Linked DNA regions of Mus musculus: all the other regions are linked to region 1. Evidence: chromatin contacts called from public HiChIP or PLAC-seq and Micro-C data. All regions are on one chromosome and are shown on one strand. The core of a region is the stretch at or near the end of the contact, and the rest is flanking DNA. Distances in the headings are between cores, read along the strand shown. Region 1 overlaps Eml6 (echinoderm microtubule associated protein like 6). Region 2 holds the start of Prorsd1 (prolyl-tRNA synthetase domain containing 1). Region 3 holds the start of Sptbn1 (spectrin beta, non-erythrocytic 1).

Region 1 (4,211 bases), core at 927-3,426:
GAGAACAGCTACATAGCTGGGTGCATTCCACCTTTGTCTTTACTAGAAAGTTTATCAGCAAAACGCTGTCAGACTGTTGGAAAGATGTCTTTGGATAGCTGCAGTGTGGTACATTGCCTCAACATACAGAACCTTCTATAAGGTCACCTTTTATAAAATAAAGGCCCTGGAGGACTCTTTCTTTACAAGAAACATTTAAGTAAATGTATAATTACTCTCAGGCTGTGGAAAGGTCCTCTTCCATCTGTAAGGGCAGAAAGAAGTTATAATGATAATATTGGTATGCAGATATATAAATTAACATGTACTGTGGATTTGCTCTCTCAGGAGGAAAACCATATGCAAGCAAGAATAAAGGACAAAGAGTAGATATTAATGTACTCATGGAATATAAAAACAAATCCATACCTTAGACTACGTGGATAACCAACAAAAACTAGAAACAGCTTTGGCCATTACATACATGAAAATGCTAAATCTTATTGAATATGGACTTTTAAAAAATGAATATATTAAGATCTTATTACATTGTATCTGATGCTGACACGGACTCAGTGAGGGGCTGCTTCTAAGTTTTACTGTGGATGGGTAAATTTAGTCTTTCTGACCAAAAATTTGGCAGTATTTATTGATAGCTCTAGAAATGCCAATCCTCCCTAGTCCAGTAATTTCATAATGTGGAGTTTCTCCCAAGTGGCTTATGAGGACTGTGAACCAAGAACTGATTCATTGCTGAGTAACATTCCAATAGCAAAGCCAAAGTGAAGAAAACCTGAAACCAGCTACCCCCATGGTTAAGTAAAATACACAACATTCTTATGATGCTATGTGTGATCATTGTAAGTCATGACTTAGATGGCTACTTACTGATACTGGGAAATATTCAAAATGTGTTTCCCATGGGGCAGTCTAGTCTACTTGTGGCTCTGATGTTTTTACAGAGGAGTGGTTTTCATTATGGCGTTACCATGTCATTGTTCTTTGTTCTAATTCCTTCCTTCCTGCAAAGCCATCCCCACTGTGGCACCTTCTTGCCCTGCTGGCTGCCCAATTCCCTTTCCTGCTCTTATGTTACACATCAGGAAGTGCCACCACACTATTTTACTCTCCCTCCCTAACCTCTCCTCCCACTTATGACCACCTTTCCAGTCTCATGACTCATCGGTATACATATACAAATATAACATACTAAATCTAGTTCCACATATGAGAGAAAATGTGTACTTTGTCTTTCTGAGTTTATAATATACCTCTTATCCCAGCTCTTAAGCTCCATGAGCTGCCTGCCCTCCCTCCCCAGACAGATATTAAAAAGGCATTCTTACCTTTAGCAGTAGCAGTAGAGATTGGTGAGCCTGCATCAACAGTTCATCACCAACTCTGAAGAGATGTACTGGATCAAACTCTTTCCTCACCATTGCCCCCTAAATTTTTAAAATATATATTTGTTTAGAAAATATCATTAAACATTAAATTGTTGTCTCTGAGTAAAATTAGTGGATGATATCAAACTCTTCTCTTTTATACTTTGTAAGTTCTTCCAGGATAACAAGCATTGCTTACTTTTTTCCTTTCCTTGCATATGTTCATGTTCTAGTGAGTGAGTAGATACTCTCCTCAAGACTTACTTTCTCACTCTTGCCCCCAAACTATGGAGGCTCTTACTTCCAGAATTCACCACTGTTTCAAATAGTTGAATGAATGCATGCTCTCATCTCTGAAGTGGGTCTGCAGAGCAGTGCTTCTGCCCAAAGCTTTTCCATCACCATACTCTGAGAGGACCACCATCTTTCCTCTCCTGCAGGCACAAAATATTAGGATTGCCTCTGATTTTTCCTTCCATACATCCTTGCCCCTTAGAGTCATCTAATCTTGCTCTCCTGGGTGAGATGTAATTTCTTGCCCACTATGCCATTCCTGTTCATTTCAAGTACTGTAACTTGGCTTCCTATAGCTGCTCACTGGCCCCGCCTCTTGAGTATAATCTGAGTATGTTGTCACAAAAGCCTTGATTGTTGTTTCCGCACACCCTCATTTTTAGTTGCGGTTCTCAAAGCAGTGACCCAGGTTTCTCTGGTTTCTTATAGAATCCGTGTCTTTAGAAAAGTACTTCTGCTTACTCATCTACATTTGCATATGAAAGAGTAGCAGAATCTGACTGAACCTGTGCTCCAGGGTGTTGTGAGATTAAACACAGATGTAGAAGGCATTTGGAGACTGTGGGGCCTAGGTAGTGGCACCAGAGTTACACCAGCTCATACATTAGGAACTACATCAAGGAAAAATACTGGATTTCTGTATAACTATGGTGGTGTCCCTGCTGCCATCTACAAATCGTCCAAGCTTTAAGCTTGCCATCTTCCAAAAGATCTGTGCAAACAAAATGGAGAAGCCTGGGTGATTGTGTGCCTTTGTGACGTATCACTTGTATTTAGAAATATATGTCAGCAATTCTATAGTAAAAAAAGAAAAAAAAAGCAAACTATAATATTTTGGTTAAAAAGGAATTATTTTTATTGCCACTATGCTCTAACCAACTCCACCAACCAGCCTAGAAAGCATTTTGTAAAATATATGTACATACTTTAAAATGGCTAGGTGATATGTGTTATGCTAATATGAAGTTATTCCTAGCCATTTTTTCTTTATGTAGTACATTAATGTATACACACACACACACACACACACACACACACTACTCCATATCATATCACATCACATTTTCTATGTATGGTCTTATTAAGTAGTTCTGGATAGCCTGGAAGTTGCTATGTAGACCAGGCTAGCCTCCCGTGTGCAATGTTCCTCCTTCCGCTGCCTCCCAAGTGCTAAGATTACAGGCATGTGCTGTAGATGTGGCTTTCTCTTTATACTTATCTACATTTCTGAACTTTTCTGCAATCTATATTCATTTGATAAAAGACCAGTTCTATTCTGTGAACACTGGGGTCATTTAAATGCCATTAAACATTAACATTTTGAAATTTTGGAGCTTTTAAAGTTAAAAAATATCGTTGTGAGTTTTTCTTATGCTTCTAGAGTATGCAGGGGTTTTTGTGTTTCTCTAATGACACAGAGAAACAATTTATTTATGTTCAGTTCAGATAAAGTATATTCTGTAAAATTACTGAAAATACTAATAATGGAATGAATATAGAGTACTCTATTTCAGCATATATTTATTTTATTATTTCCTAGTTTTGGACACTATGTGGAAATGCCCTGACTGCAAAAAGAGGCATATTTGGCAAAACAGGAGATCTTCAGACTATCCTTTGCCTTGCATGTGCCAAAGAAGACATCACTTACTCTGGTGCTTTAAACGGTGACATCTATGTCTGGAAAGGGCTCACCTTAGTCCGCACTATTCAAGGAGCACATAGTGTGAGTATTGCTATATGGGGCTCTGAGATGATGTAATGAGGGATGATGTAATATGGATTGATGTAATGTGGATGATGTACTGAATGGGTTAAGGCCACACATCTCTCTGTTTCTGCCCTTTGCTTTACAGTTAGACTTCAAACAGTTGTATACACATACACATAAGCATACACATACACATATACATACACATACATACACATACATGAAATGATTCATGAAGATTTCTCACCTGGGGGGGGAATCCATACTAAATCCACCCTTCACCTTAACTTTAAACTAGCTGATTAGTGTTAATACCTTCAAATTCATTCACTGTTACCACTTTTAGTGCTGCAGATTGAACCCAGAGCCTCACACACTAGGCAAGACCTCTGTCATTAAGCTGCATCCCCAGACCTCATTACTCTTCCCATGAAGAAAACCTTAGACAACTCAGTGAAATAGTTTAGACACTTTAGAGTCTTCCCAGTCATCTACGGTGAAAGCCATTTGTCTTGGTTTCATTGCCAAATGACTCTTAAAATAATTAAGAGGTCAGAATTTGTCTTCATTCGTTAAATGATCTGCTGCCTCAGCAATAAGTTTCTCTCTGTCAGCATAATGTGACATAACAGCTTTTAAAAAATCAAGTAAAATAAGGGTCAAGGTATTTTAAATATGAAAAGGGAGTCATGCAATAGTACACAATGCTGACATGATGCTATTTGTAGTTTTTGGTTTGTCAAAAGTGACACCATCCTGAAAAGCTGAGATCTGCCTCAGATACCCCTATACTTGTAAATGGTATGGCACCATGCCCCTAGTCTGTGTCTCTACTTCGTTAA
Region 2 (4,211 bases), core at 861-3,360, 370 kb after region 1:
CATGGAGGGACCCATGGCTCCAGCTGCACATGTAGCAGAGGATGGCCTTGTTGGGCATCAATGGGAGAGGCCCTTGGTCCTGTGAAGGCTCGATGCCCTAGTATAGGGGAATGCCAGGGTGGGGAGGTGGGAGTGGGTGGGGCAACACCCTTATAGAAGCAGGGGGTGGGGGATAGGATAGGAGGTGGGTGGGGGAACCGGGAAAGGGGATAACATTTGAAATGTAAATAAAGAAAATATCCAAAAAAAAAAAAAAAAAGAGTTTAAAATAAAAGAGATTTTAAAGGGGCTGGAGAGATGGCTCTATGTTTAAGAGCACTGTTTGATCTTCCAGAGGACCTGGGTTTGCACCCATATGGTAGTAGTTCATGACCATATTTAATTCCAGTTCTAGGGGATCCTACCCTCTTTTGGTCTCCAAAGGTGGTACAAACACACACAGGCAAAAAGATTAAACAACAACAACAACAACAAAAAGGTTAAGGGGGCTGGAGAGATGGCTCAGTGGTTAAGAGCACTGGATTTTCTTCTAGAGGACCTGGGTTCAATTCCCAGCACCCACAGGGCAGTTCACAAGTGTCTGTAACTCCAGTTCCAGAGGATCTGGAACCCTTGCACAGACATGCAGGCAGAAAACCAATGCACATAAAAAAATGTTTGTTTGTTTTCGAGACAGGGTTTCTCTGTGTAGCTCTGGCTGTCCTGGAACTCACTTTGTAGACCAGGCTGGCCTTGAACTCAGAAATCCACCTGCCTCTGCCTCCCAAGTGCTGGGATTAAAGGCATACGCCACCACCGCCGGGCAATAAATCATTTTTAAAAAAAGGTTAAACTAAAAAGTTTTAAAATTTTGAAATCCTGAGTTCAGAGTGAAACTGTAAACACAACTCTGACTTACTCTTTTGTAGTTTCTTCCAATACTGAGTAAATCATAGGCTGGAACAAATCCCTGTTTTCCAGTCTGCCCTCCTTCTTCTACTGCACAGGCAGAGAAAGCTCCTGGCTAATGTGGTGTGTTTATGGTAACTCACCCAAGAGTGTCTGCTTAGGGGCTCAGTTTTTGACCATGTATGGACACTATCCCAGCTCCTAGCTAGCACGGCATCATTCCTTGCCAAAACTCTGTGAAACCCTCTTAAGACCAGATGAGTGACTTCACTGACTTCCACATGTGAGATTGATGAGCCCGCCCAAAAGCTGCCTCCTAGTAAACCTGCCTTTATCTACATGTAATATGTTCTAATCTGGCTCTATTTGTGTCACCGAGGGAGAGAAAAAGCATACCATCTGTGTCTTAAGAGGGGTTCTTTTTCAGATCTTCACTCCCAAATAAATACAATTAATTTATATTAAACATCTCTGAGTGTATCAGTGTTTCATGTTGCATGTGAGCCTTAATTTCAAAGTTTAAGTGAAATACTAATGTGGAATTTGAACCTTATTCAAAGTAAGTGGTCCCACCATGGTTGCAAATTCCAGGCCATAAGTATCATAACGACCACTGTAATTCGTCGCAGTACTGTTTTCTTCCTTTCTTTTCTTTTTTCTTTTTTTTCGAGACAGGGTTTCTCTGTATAGCCCTTGCTGTCCTGGAACTCACTCTGTAGACCAGGCTGGCCTCGAACTCAGAAATCCGCCTGCCTCTGCCTCCCAAGTGCTGGGTTAAAGGAGTGCGCCACCACACCCGCAGTACCGTTTTCTAATATCATAATATGCGGGAGTGATGGCTGGTCTTCCAGAGGACCGAGTTCGGTTCCTAGCACCTACATGACTCACCATCACTCCAGTTCTAGTAAATTGAACACCTTCTTTCAGCCTCCTCAGGCACTGCTCACACGTGGTGCACAACCATGCAAGCCGGTAACTAACGCCCATAACACATAAAATTTAAAAGAACGGAAAGACGGAAGTCACAAGCTACAGTTGTTGAGGCATGAAGCCACATTGCCGCGGCCGAGCAATGGAACCCGGAGCTTTCCGACCCCGGCACTGGAGGCTCAGGTGGTTGGGGGTGTGGCTAAGCGCTCTCGGCGGCCCAAAGATGGGTCAGGCCACAGAGCCATGCCAGGGCGGAGCAAGCAGCCATCACCACGCCCCCGAAGCCGTGGCACTTCCGGTAAGCCTGCCCACGTAGAGGGGAAAATGGCAGGCTCGGAGCTGCGGGCTGAGTTAGAACAGAGGCTCGGCGCCCTCGCCATTCGCACGGAGGTCGTGGAGCATCCCGAGGTGAGACTGCGGCCCCAGGAAGGCAGAGGGTCTTCGGGCGAGTGTTTATTGGGTCCAAGCAGAGGCTTATAAGTTTATTTAAAACTGCGGCAACCGTGAGGAAACTTGTCCTGGGATGACTGACGTGACTTAAAAGCCGGTTGGATAGCTGATACGTTATGTAGATAACTAAGGAACAAGGCACTACATAAGTGGCAACCCTATAGAATCGCCTAGGCTGTATCTGGTACCAAAGGCACAGCAGGCCATTGAGGTGGCTTGGTTTTTTACTTCTTTGGACAGTCGTTACCACTGCAGCACGGCAAGGATCATTTCCCAAATAATTACAAAAAGTATATAACCCCTGAGTCTGGAGAATTGTTTTCGCGGTTAAGAGCACGTACTTCTCTTGCAGATGACACGAATTTATTTCAGCACTCACACTGAGAGCTGTTTAAAACTACAGTTCCTCTTTTGGCCCGCTCCCGCTTGTGCCACAAACAAAAGTACGTACCTTAATTTTAACATGACCTACACTGGAGATGTACAATTTTTGTGGAAACTATTATGAGGGTTGGTAAGGCTTGCACGACACATTTTATGATAGAAAACACCTGTCTTAATATTTACTATTTCCCATTTTTACAAAGGTCACATTCTGTGTACATTCCCAGCCTCCAAATACTTTAAGGCCCTGGAGTACTGGTACTTGTAACATTAAAAAAATGTTCTTTATGTACTAACCTGGGGTCTTATGTTCTTCATCGATGCCCTTGTAGTGAATGTCTGGGACTCTGGAGATAAATATTAAGGACTGTCATCAAATTTTACGCCAAAGTTCAAAAGTTATAAGCGTCTCAGGCACCTGATGGCTTTGTTAGCCACTGGGATAGAAAACTGGCCCAACAAAAACTGAGGTCTTGAGGTCTGCAACTGTGATGATTAAGGCTCCCCCTGAACCCCAACCAGGATTTTGCTGCACTCTTGAATTCTTGATCTCGGCCTCAGCTCTAAGTACCAGTACTCCAGGTACCAGGCCTTTAAAGTATTTGGAGGCTGAGGTTTTTAGTTCAGAGATATTGTGCCTGCCTAGCAAGCATAGCACTCTGGGTCCTATCCTCAGCACCAAAAGGCCCAACCCCTATCAAAACATTTATAACGAATACCAGTTAAATTCAGAGCATCCACCATGAAAAATATGTACAACCGTGGATATGTATGTGTGCAATTTACAGTGTTTTTTCTTTTGCATATTTTGCAGGTGTTTACAATTGAAGAAATGATGCCTCATATTCAACATCTGAAAGGAGCACATAGTAAGAACTTATTTCTTAAAGACAAAAAGAAGAAAAACTATTGGTTAGTCACAGTTCTTCATGATAGACAAATCAATTTAAATGATCTTGGCAAGCAGTTAGGAGTTGGGAGTGGAAATCTTCGGTTTGCTGATGAAACAGCCATGCTAGAAAAACTGAAAGTTGGTCAAGGCTGTGCCACACCTTTGTCACTCTTCTGCGATGATGGAGATGTTAAATTTGTCTTGGATTCAGCTTTTCTGGAAGGTGGACATGAGAAAGTGTACTTTCACCCAATGACTAATGCTGCAACAATGGGGTTAAGTCCTGAAGACTTTCTCATATTTGTGAAGGCTACAGGACATGATCCCATAATTCTAAACTTTGATTAAAAAATGATTGGGAGGGCTGGAGAGATGGCTCAGCGGTTAAGAGCACTGACTGCACTTGCAGAGATCCTGAGTTCAATTCCCAGCAACCACATGGTGGCTCACAACCATCTGTAACGGATCTGATGCCCTCTTCTGGTGTGTCTGAAGATAGCTACAGTATACTCCTATACAATAAATAAATAAATAAATAAATCTTAAAAAAAAAAAAAGATTGGGAGCCAGGTGTGGTGGCATATGCTATTTGCCTAGCACTTTAGGCAGAGCAGGCTGATCTCTGAGTTCTAGGCCAGCTAACATCTAATAGTCAGCTGCTATGTCA
Region 3 (4,211 bases), core at 444-2,943, 340 kb before region 1:
TATCAAGGGCAGGCTTGTAACCTGGAGTGCGGATTTGTTGGAGAATAACCAACTGGTGCTACACATAAGTTTTGTTGGGGAGTAACTTGGAAACTGGTGCTAGACACCAGCCTGTTAGTTAACCAGAGTTCAGCCTTAGGTCTGGTTCTCCAAGATTGAGTCTGAATCCAAGCCTTTCATCCAGGCCTTTCTCCAAGTCCTGTCAGCATGCCTGACACATACCCACGCACACTACTACCACATTCACGTCTACTACTGCCAGTGCCAAACCACTTCCATCGTTGGAGTAGCCTCCTAGAATCTGTTTCCACATGGCACCAAGAACTATCCTTTAGAATCACATCCACCAGTGGCCGATGCTGACTCAAAGGTCATCATCAGCCAAGTCTGATGAGCTATGCAGGGGAGCCCTGTCTAGCTCCCCTAGCCTTGTCTCTCCTTACCTTTCCCTCTGCACACCTGACTCCAACTATACTGAGCATACCTTGGTGTACCTTTGTCTGGTGTGCCATTCTTCTTGATCTGGCCATGATCTGTACCTTTTAGACACCGAGACCTACACTAAGCAGAGTATTTATTTCTGACCAGTCTAAAATAGCCAGTTTCAAATTCATCTGTTTGTATTTTATTTTCCTTAAACTCTCTGGCTTTTGTGTGTGTGTGTTTTTGGTCTCCCTTCTATGAGGATGTAACACTTGTGTCATTTATTGTTCTCCCCAGGAATCTAGAGCACTGCTGATCATGTAGTAATTCCTCAATATGGTTGGGTTCTGCATGTGAGTAATAGCTGTATTGAATGGAGAAACTGTATTTAAAACTAAACATATTTCTCTTGATCCTCCAAGAATACATTGATAAAGTGAAGACTTTAGTGAGCCAGAGCTTATTTCATAGTTATTCCTTAAAAAAAAAAAAACCCACCATTATCCTCAAGGGCTTTAAAGGAGTGGGCATTACTATTGGTATTGGTCCTAGAATTTATAGTAACAATGGTATAAATAATTATAATACCTATTGAGTATTTACTATGCATGGATACTATCTTTGTTGCCATATGCTTCCATCTTAACCTTAGGCATCAATTCTAATATGTAAATGAGACATAGAGACAGAATGATTTGTTAGTTTTTCTTATATAGTAGCTTATGAAGGAAAAACTAAACGGTAATAGACAATAAAACTAAGGGAATTCACTTAAAAAGATCCATGTAGATGCTGATACAGCCCTGATAAAACATTAAACCTTCACCTTAAACTTTTTTGGTTCATTTTGCTCTGTTTTGGTTTTTTTCAAGACATGGTTTCTCTGTGTAGCCATAGCTGTCTTGTACTCCAGGCTGGCCTCAGACACATAGAGATCAGCCTGCCTCTGCCTCCTGAGTACTGGGATTAAAGGTGTGCACCATCACTGCCCAGACACTTTAAACTCCTTTAGGAAAGAACATTAATTTGGCACCCAGTGTTTCCTTCAGTCTTCTCCCTCCTCCGGGTTTGGGGAAAGCATTAAAGTAGCATGACCGAGGTCACACATGTGCTATGAAGCAGAGCCAAAGTTCAGAACTGGCCTTGGCTCTAGAAGGCACATCTGGACAAGCAGTGACTGTCCTAGTTTTTCCTTATTATCACCCCAGCAGGTGTATAGAGGATGTACACTTTGTATACACACCTGTGCTTTTCCTTTTTTACTCACAGAACTCTGAAAAGTAACTGATGTGGACAAGCAGCTGAGACAGTCAAGATGACGACCACGGTAGCCACAGACTATGACAACATTGAGATCCAGCAGCAGTACAGTGATGTGAACAACCGCTGGGATGTGGATGACTGGGACAATGAGAACAGCTCTGCAAGGCTCTTTGAGCGCTCCCGCATCAAGGCCCTGGCAGGTAAGTGTCCTGATGTTGTATGTCCCACCTGTCACCAGATGTTCTGTAGTCCCTTGAACATCAACCATTTCTCTTTTAAGCTGTCTTGCTTGAAGTTGACCTCTCCCTGCTTTAACATATCCTATGAGAGCTTGCTTACCCTTTTATAAGACATTTACTTTTGGAGAGCTGCCGAACTTAATGACCAACATAGTTTAGAACACAGTAAATAATGTTTACAGCAATTTAGAAAGAGCTGCTAAGAGTTTGTAAGGATTTTTTAATTCTAACACATCTTTAATTTCAAGTGTTTTAACATACTATATTTATATAAAATATCCAACTTGGCTGTATACGTAATGCCAGTGGCAGATTAGCTGATCTTTTCGGTGAGAGGTTGGTAAGTACCTTGTTACAAGGGCTTTAGATCTGAAAAGTAGCAGTGTCCTGTGGGAAGGCCATATTTAATGCTGTTAATGAGTAGGTTTGCCACTGATCATTCCCATTCAGTTTCATTTTCTAGAGAAAAACCATGCCAGGTAGATGTTAAGTAGTTATTCCAATTATATTCTAGTTTACGATACAAAGTCTATTATAATAGGTGCCTTGATTATTAAATTGTAAGTTTGTCAGTACTTTTGACATGATTCACATGAACTAGAAACCCACAAGAAAGTATTCAGGAAACAAGGGAGCTAAACATTTATTCTGTGTCTGCTGATTGGATTCTTTGAAAAGAATCCTGAATTCATGATTATTTTTAGTCAAGTCATTTCTGTTTGCCAAGAATAGAGATGCATGTACTCTGAATTAAAGAGATGTGTTTGCTAGTAGAAAACACAGTTGTTCAACATGGACAGAGCCCTCATTTCATCCTTGCCATACAAAAACAAGTAACAGCAGCAGCATGTGATAGAATTAAAGGAGAATAAAGGGATTATCGTAAAATATCAGACAGGGGCCAGGTGTGGTGGCCATGCTTTTAATCCTAGCACTCAGGAAACAGAGGCAGGCAGATGTTTGTGAGTTTGAGGCCAGCCTGGTTTACCTAGCAAGTTTTAGGCCAGCTAAGATTGATGTGGTAAGACACTGTCTCAAATAAGAGAAAGAGAGATGGATGGAGGGAGACAGGGAAAGTGGAGGTTGGTCTCATGCAAAGCAGGCTCAACAAAGCCATGTGCTAACTGCTATAGGACAGTATCTCAGTTATTCTTCATTTGTTGGAGCCCTCCACTTAGTAACTGCGCCTTCATAATTTGTCTTACACCAGACTTGGGTGCAATGTAGATTCAATGAAACCTCAGTGCAAAATTATATTTATAATTTAATTGACTTAATAACCCAGTTTCCTTTTAGTACAAATTTCTGTAAGATTGGGTGTGGTATTGAAATTCTGTTTGGCCCAGATATTTATATAGCAGGCCATGGCTAGCTGGAGACTTACAAATGATTGCCTTTAAAAGAGGCAGCTTAAGACTGGTGCAATATTGCCCACCAGCCCTCCCAACCCAAGTTTGATCCCTGGGACCCACATAGTGTCAAGAGAGAATTGAGTCACAACAGTTTTTCTTTGACCTCCACACCATGCCGTGTCATGTGTGCAAATCTTTCCTTCAAATTAAAAATAAATAAAGACAGACAGACAGGAAGGAAGGAAGCCAGCCAGCCAGGTAGTGATGTGCATTTCTTTAATCTCAGCACTCAGGTGACAGAGGCAGGTCTGAGTTTCAGACCAGCCAGGTCTACAGAGTGAGTTCTAGAATGGCCAGAGCTACACAGAAAAATCCTGACTGACAAAAAAAAAAAAAAAAGATCAATCAGAAAAAATATATTTGAAGAAAATGTAGCAGTGCTACCCAGCGGTCTGTCTGTCTAGAGGTGTGGTTGGTGTGTTCAGAGCAGATAATTTGTAGATTAGAGAAAGAAGGCTTTTATGTTAACTTTTTAAGGGAGATTAGCATATTCTGCATGAAGATAAACCATCTGTGAAAGGAAACAAGGTGCAAATTGGCCCCAGAACAAGAGAGACTTAGGTAAATAAACAAGTCTCTTTTTAGCCTCCTTCTGTGAGTGCCTTACCCCCTGTAGTGGTCTTCCAGATTGCAGGAAGCCTGACTGCTGTATGCTGAGCGTCATTGCTCATCCCTTCCCTTTTGCCTCTTGTCAAATTCTAGTTGGAAGCACTGGTGTGTTGGGATTGGAGGGAGGCTTTGGGCACTGAGCTGTGACTGGGCTATAGCTATGTTAGAACACAGAGCCCTTTGGAGATGTTCTCTGCAAAAGCTGGTGGCTCTCAGGGAGATGGCACTAAATGGCACTAGGCAGCAGAACAGTCAAGTAGATGCT

What was found. Hi-C and Micro-C count contacts between places; a contact is called where the count stands out from the background. HiChIP or PLAC-seq counts read pairs in DNA pulled down with a chosen protein or histone mark.
Region 2: a Micro-C map of embryonic stem cells shows a contact between it and region 1, with 3 times the contacts expected there. The contact joins the promoter of Prorsd1 here to the enhancer-like site in region 1. A contact is called at or near these places in 10 of 39 promoter capture datasets (the 3T3-L1 cell line, the C10 cell line, embryonic stem cells and 4 more), 3 of 484 Hi-C or Micro-C datasets (the N1E-115 cell line, embryonic stem cells and nephron progenitors), 10 of 115 datasets of contacts at active chromatin or transcription factors (astrocytes, bone marrow-derived macrophages, cardiomyocytes and 4 more) and 3 of 9 other capture datasets (adipose tissue, macrophages and pancreatic islet).
Region 3: an H3K27ac HiChIP or PLAC-seq map of embryonic stem cells shows a contact between it and region 1, with 5 times the contacts expected there. The contact joins the promoter of Sptbn1 here to the enhancer-like site in region 1. A contact is called at or near these places in 2 of 15 datasets of contacts at CTCF or cohesin (large pre-B cells and pro-B cells), 7 of 484 Hi-C or Micro-C datasets (the Ba/F3 cell line, the G1E-ER4 cell line, the N1E-115 cell line and 3 more) and 1 of 115 datasets of contacts at active chromatin or transcription factors (embryonic stem cells).

What each region holds. Positions count from the first base shown.
Region 1 is chr11:29,881,131-29,885,341 of GRCm38.p6, reverse strand. It overlaps Eml6 (echinoderm microtubule associated protein like 6), which reads left to right. Exons shown (of 42, transcript NM_146016.2): 6 at 3,199-3,384. Among named protein-coding and RNA genes, the nearest start is that of Gm22588, 34 kb to the right of the region's middle. Within about 2 kb of position 2,176, at least 39 of the 459 cell types and tissues checked have an H3K27ac peak or open chromatin away from gene starts, as enhancers often do. A contact at or near this core is called in the N1E-115 cell line, embryonic stem cells and neural stem cells, where this site is marked.
Region 2 is chr11:29,512,932-29,517,142 of GRCm38.p6, reverse strand. Prorsd1 (prolyl-tRNA synthetase domain containing 1) reads left to right here and starts at 2,110. Exons shown (of 2, transcript NM_026465.3): 1 at 2,110-2,226; 2 at 3,467-4,211. The coding sequence starts at 2,143. The coding sequence ends at 3,892.
Region 3 is chr11:30,217,254-30,221,464 of GRCm38.p6, reverse strand. Sptbn1 (spectrin beta, non-erythrocytic 1) reads left to right here and starts at 1,693. Exons shown (of 35, transcript NM_175836.2): 1 at 1,693-1,886. The coding sequence starts at 1,739.